Regions from separate parts of the Gossypium hirsutum genome. Here region 2 is linked to region 1. A link is a contact called in public Hi-C data. All regions are on one chromosome and are shown on one strand. Each heading gives the region's core, a stretch centred on a gene start, on an enhancer-like site or on the middle of the called end of the contact. The rest is flanking DNA. Distances are from core to core; before and after follow the strand shown.

Region 1 (4,709 bases), core at 240-2,739:
TGAAGTACAGAATTATTGACGAAATCTTCGAAAATACCCATGATATATCCGTAAGTGTCGAGGTTAGGGTATGGTTATCTCATCATAACCTAAATGGTGGGAATCATATTGCATGATGAATCTCTAGTATAAAAGTAGGACCTTGGCACTTATGGATGTCGAGTTTTCTTCAAAGATTATCCGCATGGACCTTCAAACCCATTAATGTTAAGTTTGTTTAATCTTGAATAATAGTTAATATTTAATACACTGATAATGTATAATTCTATGCATCATCGGTTACTGAAATAATGACACATCATCATAAAATTTTAAAGCTAAATTAATTAAAATTCATTTTTAGCGATGTATCACCTCTTTATTCAATTGTGATGTATATATTATTCATGCATGAAATATTAATATTTAGAAAAAAACACATTTAGAAATAATAATTGTGAAACATCCAATTTTAAGAAAAAAAATGCAAAAAAAGAACCCGATTGATATTATATTAGTTTAATGAGTATATTAACACACATGTAGAACTCCTCTAACTCTCTTACCAACTATGTTTTTTGTTTTTATAAAAAGGTAATTATTTAATATTAATTATTATTAAAAAATACAAGTTGCTCCAACTTTATTTTGTCTTGTCTTCAAAAAAAAAAATGGAAGAAGTCAACAATGGCTTACAGTTCTGTTTTCACCACAAAAGACCTGCATAAAAACAAAGAATAATAGGAAGCAAGTTACTAAGAATATCGAGGAAAGAAAAAAGCTTATGTTTCCATAGCTTTTTCATTTATTTGACTTACATTAAAAGAAACAATGATTATTGATATTTTAAGATATGATACCTAATGATGCGTTTAACATAATGTTATTGTTTTTAATGTAGCACATCATGTTTTTCACGTAGAGGACAATCCCGTTGTTATGTAAATCTGAAATTGATGAAAAGTAAGAGAAAGAGCGCGATCCGAAGCGACGTAAATTCCCCGACATCCACCCACGAAATCTCCGGTTCTTCCTAGGTAAATTTAATTGGGAATAATTTTATCTTCTTTTTATATCAAATAAGCTCTTTTTACAATGCTTTAATCAAAACTAAATTGTAACACTGAGAAAATCAAATGAAATGGTTTGTTGAGACGATTTATATCTATCTTTGTAATCAGATAAGTATAAATTATCTTCTAACCAAAATCAAATCTAATCGCTAATTCACGGTGTTTTTTTTTTTGGGCATCCATAGTCATCCTTGTACAAATCACGCGCCAAAAATCAAATCATGCGCGTTTTACTCGCGTGTCTCTTGCACCGACTTCCGCAACTTCGCTATAAAATCATCCTAAATAAAAAAAAGTAAAAAAGAGAGTACAATACGACGTCGGATCCTTGATTGACACCCCTCTTATTGTCTTCTCCGCGCCGTCCTCCGTCCTACCGAAGAAATTGAGACAATTTATTTATTTAAGATAATATATAAATTTTTTTATATAAATGGGAAACTCTAAAATTAGTCTGCGCAAAAGTCTTTCTACAATAACCAATCCTTATTTAATCCCAAAAAGGAGCCACCGCATTCTTTCACGATTCTCTTACATTTGTTTTTTCTTTACAAAAAGTCGCATCTAATTTTAAGACCGCCAACGCCAACTGTCGAGGAAACTTCTCTCTAATTTCTTCGTTGAAGTGATGCGATCCGTGTTGATTGGATCCAATACTTTGTTTCTTTATGTCCGGTAAATCGGCTGGGTTTCACAACTGCTTTTTTTTAGGGTTTCTAAAAGCAAGTAAGGGTTCTCGGTTTCTTTCTTCTTGTTTGATGTTGATGATGGGGGAAGATAACCGCAATGATAGCTTCGGAATCTTGTCAAGTGGCGATCTCTCGGCTGATTATAAGTTTGATGATTTCGTTGGGGATGGTATGTGCATCGATCTCGACAGCATCAATCGTATTCTTGAGGAGAACTCTGATCCTCCGCAGGTAGTTACTTTCTTTTGCGGTTTAATTTGGCGCCACTTTTAGGGTGTGGAGTGTGAAGATTTTAGTGGAATCCTACTCCTTAATTGTGAAATTTTGAAAGGGAATTTGTTGTATAGATCACGTACTCTTCATTGGAAAGCCTAGGAAATGAGTCAATGGTTGCTTATTTTAGCTGATTTTTTGAGAACATAGTTCATAGCTTGTTTGAGATTGAATGAAATTAAACTTACTTTATTTGGAACTATTGCATTCTACTATGATTATTTTGGAATTTATTTAACTCAAGTACTTCCTTGCTTAATTTGTGAATCTGGAATCCAAATTCATCTCATAAATTGTAATTGACTTTGCGTACTTTCACTCTTAAACTCGAGGTTATAGATTGTGGAACTGATATTTCATGGCTTTTTGTTAGCCCTTGTTTCTCGGTAAAAGTTCAATCTCGTTTTCTATTCTTTTACTAGATAGGTTATTCTTTCTTTTGTTAAATTGCAGAGTAATCCAGAAGAACCATCGCTTAGAAATATGTCTCAAGGGGACTCGGATCTTGAATCCATCCAGCTTCAAAGTGGTAAAATTTCTTTGCACAAAAATTTTTCTAAGTTTCTGTTTTTTATATATATAATGAAAATTTGATGATATTTCCTTGCTTGGGGTTTGAAGAATCGCCTTGCTCGGGGTTTACTTTTGCAGATTGTTTAAGAAATAATTCCGATGATTCAGATGCTAGGGCAGGGTCTGCTGGTGGCTCCTTTTATTATCATGGGAATTTAGAACTCTCTGCACATGATTGTTCACCGGTCCAAACATCCTCTGCAAGTTTTAAAGAGTGGTCTGCAATTTGTCAAGGGACCTCCTACAGAGAGAGAGTTGAGATTCCCAGCTGTAGTACAGCATCTAGTTTTTCTGAGATAGATGGCAACCATGTGTTAGATCATGGAGATAATTTAAGATTTGATCTTGTGGATGATAAAACTAGCTCATTGTTCATGAATACTAGAGAGGAGTTCGGCTACAAAAGTACGTTACCCACTTGCTACTTCAATCTAAACATTGTCATTAGTTGTACATTTTGAAATTTTTTCCTATTGCTGTGCTCGAGTTTTTTAGTGGAAATGCTGACTCTTGTTTACTGAATATTCAGATGCTTTGCACAGCCCTGCTGATGAGAATACAAACTTAATATTTGATCAGTATGATCCCTGTTCAGTTATAAGTTGTTACATGAATGGAGATGATGCATATTTTGCTGATTCCTCAATGCAACACTCGCCTGGTTCCCTAAATTTTATGTTTGATGAAAGTAAGGAGGGTGAAGTTGTGGAATTTCCCACTGAGAGTGCATGCTCCAGTAGTAGGATAATATTCAATTCTCAGGGTGAGATTGATAATAGGTCTGTATCACAGCTCTCAATGAATGGTTTCTCTGATGTAAAGAAACATCATTTTGAAGGTGAAGGGAATGGACATGTTTTACCAGCCTATGGAAAATTTTCATACACTGCCAATGATGGACTCTTTGATGACAAAGGTTCGCTGCAGCCATTCACTCATTCTCAACCTTGCATTTCAAATAACAAACAAGCAGTTTATGGAAAGAATGAAGATAACAAACTGATCACATCTGGCAATATTTTCTCCCATTCTGCTGAACCTTTAGATGAAGCTAGCTGGAGAAAGTCTACTAACAGGGTTGCTGAGTCATTATCTCTTGACGAAGCCTCAAAGCAGTCATCTGATATTTATCCTTCTATATCAAATCAGGATTTTGTGGTTAATGGCAAGGATGCTCATCATTACAATCATGACATTAATCTAAATGTTAGTAGTCAATCTTTCTTCAGTGAGAGACATTTAAATTTAACTTCCCCAGAGCACTATTTTTCCGGTGCATACCCAATTACTTCAAGCAAGATGCAGTTAGGTTGTTTTCAGGATGAAAGAGAGAATAAGTTCATTCCTTCAAGGAGTATGGGTCTTTCAAAAGTCAGTCCTGAATCTATTCATAGCAGTTCATCAGATTGCAGATCCCATGTTGATGATGACCCTGATATATGCATTCTTGAAGACATTAGTCAACCTGCCCGGTCAAACCAATCTCTGGTGCTTGTGAAGAAGACTTCAAGTTTGCCGAATACTACATCTAGTACTCAGCTTCATAACCCAGGAATAGGAGGTATCAGGCTCAAGGGAAATGATGAACAGTTAATTTTTCGGGTTGCATTGCAGGTTAGTGCTACTTGTTTGAGATTGCACTGTTTCTTGCTTTTATGGACTGGTGAATCAAAAGAATTTGGTTAAATTTCTGGGGATTTTGACCATTACAGTGCACTTTGCATAACTGGCTAAGAAGAAACTGTCTTTGGCTTATTTTGTGTTATATCTTTATTTAGGTATGTGTTATCTTTTACCTGAAGAAAAATTGTCATCTTTTAGGGAGTGGTTGAATGAAATAGTGCCCCTAATGTTTTACTGGTCTCTTCGAAAGAATTCTACTTCCTAAACATGCGAACTTATTGTCTCTGACTGCCAAAAATGTTAATTATTATCTGTTATATAGTGGCTAAATATAATAGGGTCTTAATGATATGCCAGTCAGTTTGATGGAACCATGATTTGATAAATACTTCCAATACTTCATAATGTTCTCTTTGGTATCTTCTTTCTGGTGTTTTGGCCTAAAGGAAAAATAATGCTTTGGAAGAGAGTGAACTGAAAGCTTGATAAAAGATGATTG
Region 2 (4,514 bases), core at 1,911-4,410, 510 kb before region 1:
TACTTAGAAATATTTAAATTTAATATTTCATATATTAAAAAATATTAACAATAAGTTATAATAAATCATTTTTTATATTCTTGCTAAAATATCATAATATTAACTAATTTGAACATTATTTAAATGTCTATTTGTTACCTTATAATATCATGCCTAAAATGGATATTTTATTTCTCAAAAGCACTTTTTGACAACACTTTTTAAAAATACTTTTCAAAAACAATGCTAAACTAGCCTCAAGACAAGTGTACCTATCAATTAATAGTATAGCTATGATAAGTACATATATCGTTCCCTCAAGGACTACAATTACTAGTAATTATCACCTTTTTAGTATTTAACCTAACATTTTAAAGGGTCAATTAAAATTTAAAATAAACTATCTAAATTAACTAATGAACGCACCAAAGAATAAAGCACAAACACAGTCAAATAGCAACCAAGTGACAAAATAATACCTAAATAAGAATCCACCTAGATTTCATCTATAATTCTCAATCTAATTTATGCAACTTCTTTTCTTAGTTTTTCTATCCGTAGAAATTCCTAATTTATGCTAATATCTCTTTCGAGCAAAAGAGCAACTAACTCTAGGTTGATTTTTCTTTATAATTAAAACGCTTATTATTGCATTAATTCGCTTTATGAATCCCCTTATTAGATTTGACTATAATCTAGTAGATTTATGTTGTCCTATTTATAGGATTACATGCAATTCCATTCAATAATGCATGATCTAATATCAAGAAGGGTTTATTCAACCTTAGACTTAAGCACATCGAACATAGATCAACACTGTAGAATTATCAACCCAAGAACAATTAAGTATTTCATAATTGAAAACAAAGAAACTAAGGTTTTATTGCATAAAACTAGAAATCAAACAATAAAATCCATCTTAGGATTTATCTCCCCTAGGTATTAAGAAAATTAGTTCATACTTACAAAAGTAAACACCAAAAATACAATACAACCACCAAAATAAAAGAAAACCATGATAACTCCCTTGAAAATCAACTTGGACTCTTGAATCCTAATGAAAAATTGCTTAGAAATCGGTTTCAATAGTATTCGTTGGGTAATTTTTGTGCTATCTCTTGATGGTTGCCTATTCCCTCATTTATGTCCTTATTTATACCTTTTAAAGTGTCAAAAAAACCTAAAAATTGCAGCTTTCAGTTGTTAGTGCACACGGGTCCCAAGATCAACATGCCCTAGACACACGGTAGCTTGGATTGCCCGTGTGAAACTTTGTTGCATGTGTACAACTTTTGGAATACTCCAATCAGGGACGAAGCTAGAAAATTTTTTTAGGGGGCCGAAATAAAATTTTAATTTTTAATAGTTTGTATCTTTATAATTTTTAAAAGGTTAAATCAATTTTTTTATAATTTTAGGGGGGCAAAATGAAATTTTACCTTTACAAATTTAATTTTTTAAATTTTCTAAAGGGCATAAATAGTAATTTTCCATTTTAGGAGGCCGGGGCCTCTATCAGCCCCCCTAAATTTGCCTCTGGCTCCAATGTTCTAATTTCCATTGTTTTTCACTCATGTTGTTCCCAAATGCCCTATTAAGCATCAACACATGAATATTAAGACTATATAATTCATAATTAATGTCACATAATCACCTAAAAATGCACAAAGAATGAGGCTAAATTTTGTTACTTTTGACACTTATCAGTTTTTAGAATCAGACTGATGGTCGAACCAATCAGGCTACAAGTATGCCAGTTTGACTGGTATGTCCAGTTCAATTAAATAAAACATTGAAAAAAAATCAGTTCAACCGTTTGATTCCCAAGTCAACTGATCTAATGGCTTTCTTTGGACAAATAACCTTATTGATTTCAATCTAATTATTTTGATCAATCCTATCCTAATCAAGTTTTCATGGTCTTTTTTAAAATTCCTATATGTTTATATCAAATTTATTATTTTAATATTTGTATTTTTTATGATTTTTGTATAGTTATGCATTTTTAAATATGTTATATTAATTTTATAAAAAATTAATGATTTATTAGATATTTTGTATTTTATAATATTGATAAGTTTGTATTATTTTTTATAAGTTTACATAAAATTTAATATTTATAAATTTCTATTCTTTTATAAAATTTTTTAATGATTTTTAATTATTCTTATAACAAAATATTAGATTAAAATAAAAGTTATCATATGTTACTGTATGATTGGTCTATTAATTCATTTTAACAATTAACGTAATCAATGACGAAAATTATTAACGCCATGGTTGAATTAAAAATTTATTTTTAACAAGAATTTAATATTTTTGACTATCTATGAATAGATTTTTGACATATAATTGTTTTTTTTAATACAGCTGAGGTTGAATAAAATTGAAGTTTGGATTTCAAAAATAAATGTGTGAAGCATTTAAGTTGAATTAAATATAAAAAAAAAATGTTACCGCTTAAGGCTATCTTTTATCAACACCACTTTGATTAACTTCAAACGTATTGATGAAATCATGATGACACCCAAAAGCAAAGAATTATTGCCCTGGTATTTAAGAGTACTAACGTTGAAAACGCTTGCAAGCTTCTACCTTGGGATGATAGACCACCAATATCAAGAGAGACCCATCCATGATGCTAATCACCATTTAACGCCTTCTTTATCATTACTTTAAGCTCAATTAACGAGGAAAACTGAGAAGGAAACATTTACTGACGAATGCAGTGGAAACTATTCAAAATCAAAGCTGCTGCTCTCCATTACTACAACACCCTGTTTCTCCATTACTTTTGACACAAAACAGGATCATCCCCTAGTAAGACAACACTCTGGATGGCACTCAAATCAGGGTTTTCCACCCCTTCACTTTTTTTTGGATTTAAAATTGAAGTCTAGTTATTATCCTTCCTTAAAATTAGTTTTATTAAATTTATCAATTAATATTTTAAAATTTAAAAAAAATATTAAAATTATTAATGTATTAATGACATTAATTAATTATTGTCGAAAAAATTATATATAATCATGTAACATTTTAATAAAAAAGAAGATATTAAAAGTTAAAATATAAATATTAAATGTGAGAATAATCAAAATGGTTAAAGAGAAGAGAGAGATGTGAATGCAGACTTTTGGTTTATATATAGTGTTATTGGTTCTGAGTTGAAAATCTCATTGCAATGAGAGATTGAGATATTATATGCAGAAATTTACACCCAACCTGAGTGTAATTTGTCTCACAATTACAATAAACCATTATCTGTTTTATTTGTTTTTATATTTATAGGTCTCCTCAACGCAAAACAAAGAAGAGAGCGAGAGTATCTAATCATTTCCAAATGCCTTTAAATTGCTCAACCCTTGGTTTCAGAGTCCCCCATCTCCTGCCACAAACCAACTACATAGCTTCCACTACCTACGTGGGAAGCTGCTTCCCTACGCATAGGACAAAAACCCACCCACACAACTTCCACATTGTTTCTCAGTTAAAGTCTAACCAAAACTTCTCTTCTTCTTCTTCTTCTTCTTCTTCCTCAGTAATGGAAGAGCAGAGAGAGCTTGTTGTTTCACCAGCTCAAGCACAAGAAGCATATGCCAAGGAATTGGATGTCGCTATCAGGGCTGTTCAAATGGCCTCTTCTCTCTCTCTCAATCTTCAACACACTTCACTTCATTCCAAACATGACAACTCTCTTCTCACTCTGCCAGGTACATCAATCACCTTTTCTTTCCTTTTAACTCTGCATCTTGGGTGGTTAAATGTAACCCAGAACGTGGATACTTCCAGTACAAGGTACAAAGAACTAAAATACCATTCACTATTTCTATAACATGTAATTTTCGATCTATTTAGCAAGAATGAAATACGATTTATTGGACATAAAATTTTGGGGAATTTGCGCATATAGTTTGTGTTTATGTGAACCCAATTTTACATAAATAAATTTCGAAATTTGTCAAGTTTTACTTTATACTTTTATATTATATTATATGCTGATACAATCAGATTTACAAATTTGGATCACTAGTGTTTCTATGTACCAATTCAAAGTTAATGATTTTTAGTACAAGCTGAAATTGATATATGAGGATAATTGCTGCGTTGCCAATGTTTTGTTGACAAATAAGGGGTCATGAAAAGGATTTGATGCCTACAGTTAAAATGCTGACCACATCTCTCATTTAATTGGGCCTTAAAATTTTGAGTGGGAGAAACTATTCCTGGTCACCCATTACGTGTGGAGCAATGCCTGAGAATGGAGAGATCAGTAGGTCCATTAACATACCCTAACTTCAATCCCATAACAAATTGATGGCCATTCAATGAAGTACTATGTTACTCGTATTTGGATGGATACATGTCTAACATGAGTTTATTAAACTTTTTTCCAACTATTTTTTCATCTGCTTGAAGATCCTTGGAAAGTCATATCCCCACACTTCTATTTCCTTGCTTATGCTTGCAAAATCCATCTTAGATTAACCAAAGATTCCTACTTTCTAGATTGGAGCGTTCATGCAGCGGTAAGC

What was found. A called contact is a pair of places that touch in the nucleus more often than the background predicts.
Region 2: a contact with region 1 is called in a Hi-C map of leaf, with 1.6 times the contacts expected there. The contact joins the promoter of LOC107945895 here to the promoter of LOC107962286 in region 1. A contact is called at or near these places in 2 of 34 Hi-C or Micro-C datasets (callus and leaf).

The regions. Positions count from the first base shown.
Region 1 is chrA06:91,211,457-91,216,165 of Gossypium_hirsutum_v2.1, reverse strand. It overlaps LOC107962286 (helicase-like transcription factor CHR28), which reads left to right and starts at 1,489. Exons shown (of 12, transcript XM_041115684.1): 1 at 1,489-1,972; 2 at 2,468-2,543; 3 at 2,666-2,992; 4 at 3,117-4,201. The coding sequence starts at 1,721.
Region 2 is chrA06:91,722,640-91,727,153 of Gossypium_hirsutum_v2.1, reverse strand. It overlaps LOC107945895 (PAP-specific phosphatase HAL2-like), which reads left to right and starts at 3,160. Exons shown (of 3, transcript XM_016880047.2): 1 at 3,160-3,692; 2 at 4,489-4,514. The coding sequence starts at 3,323.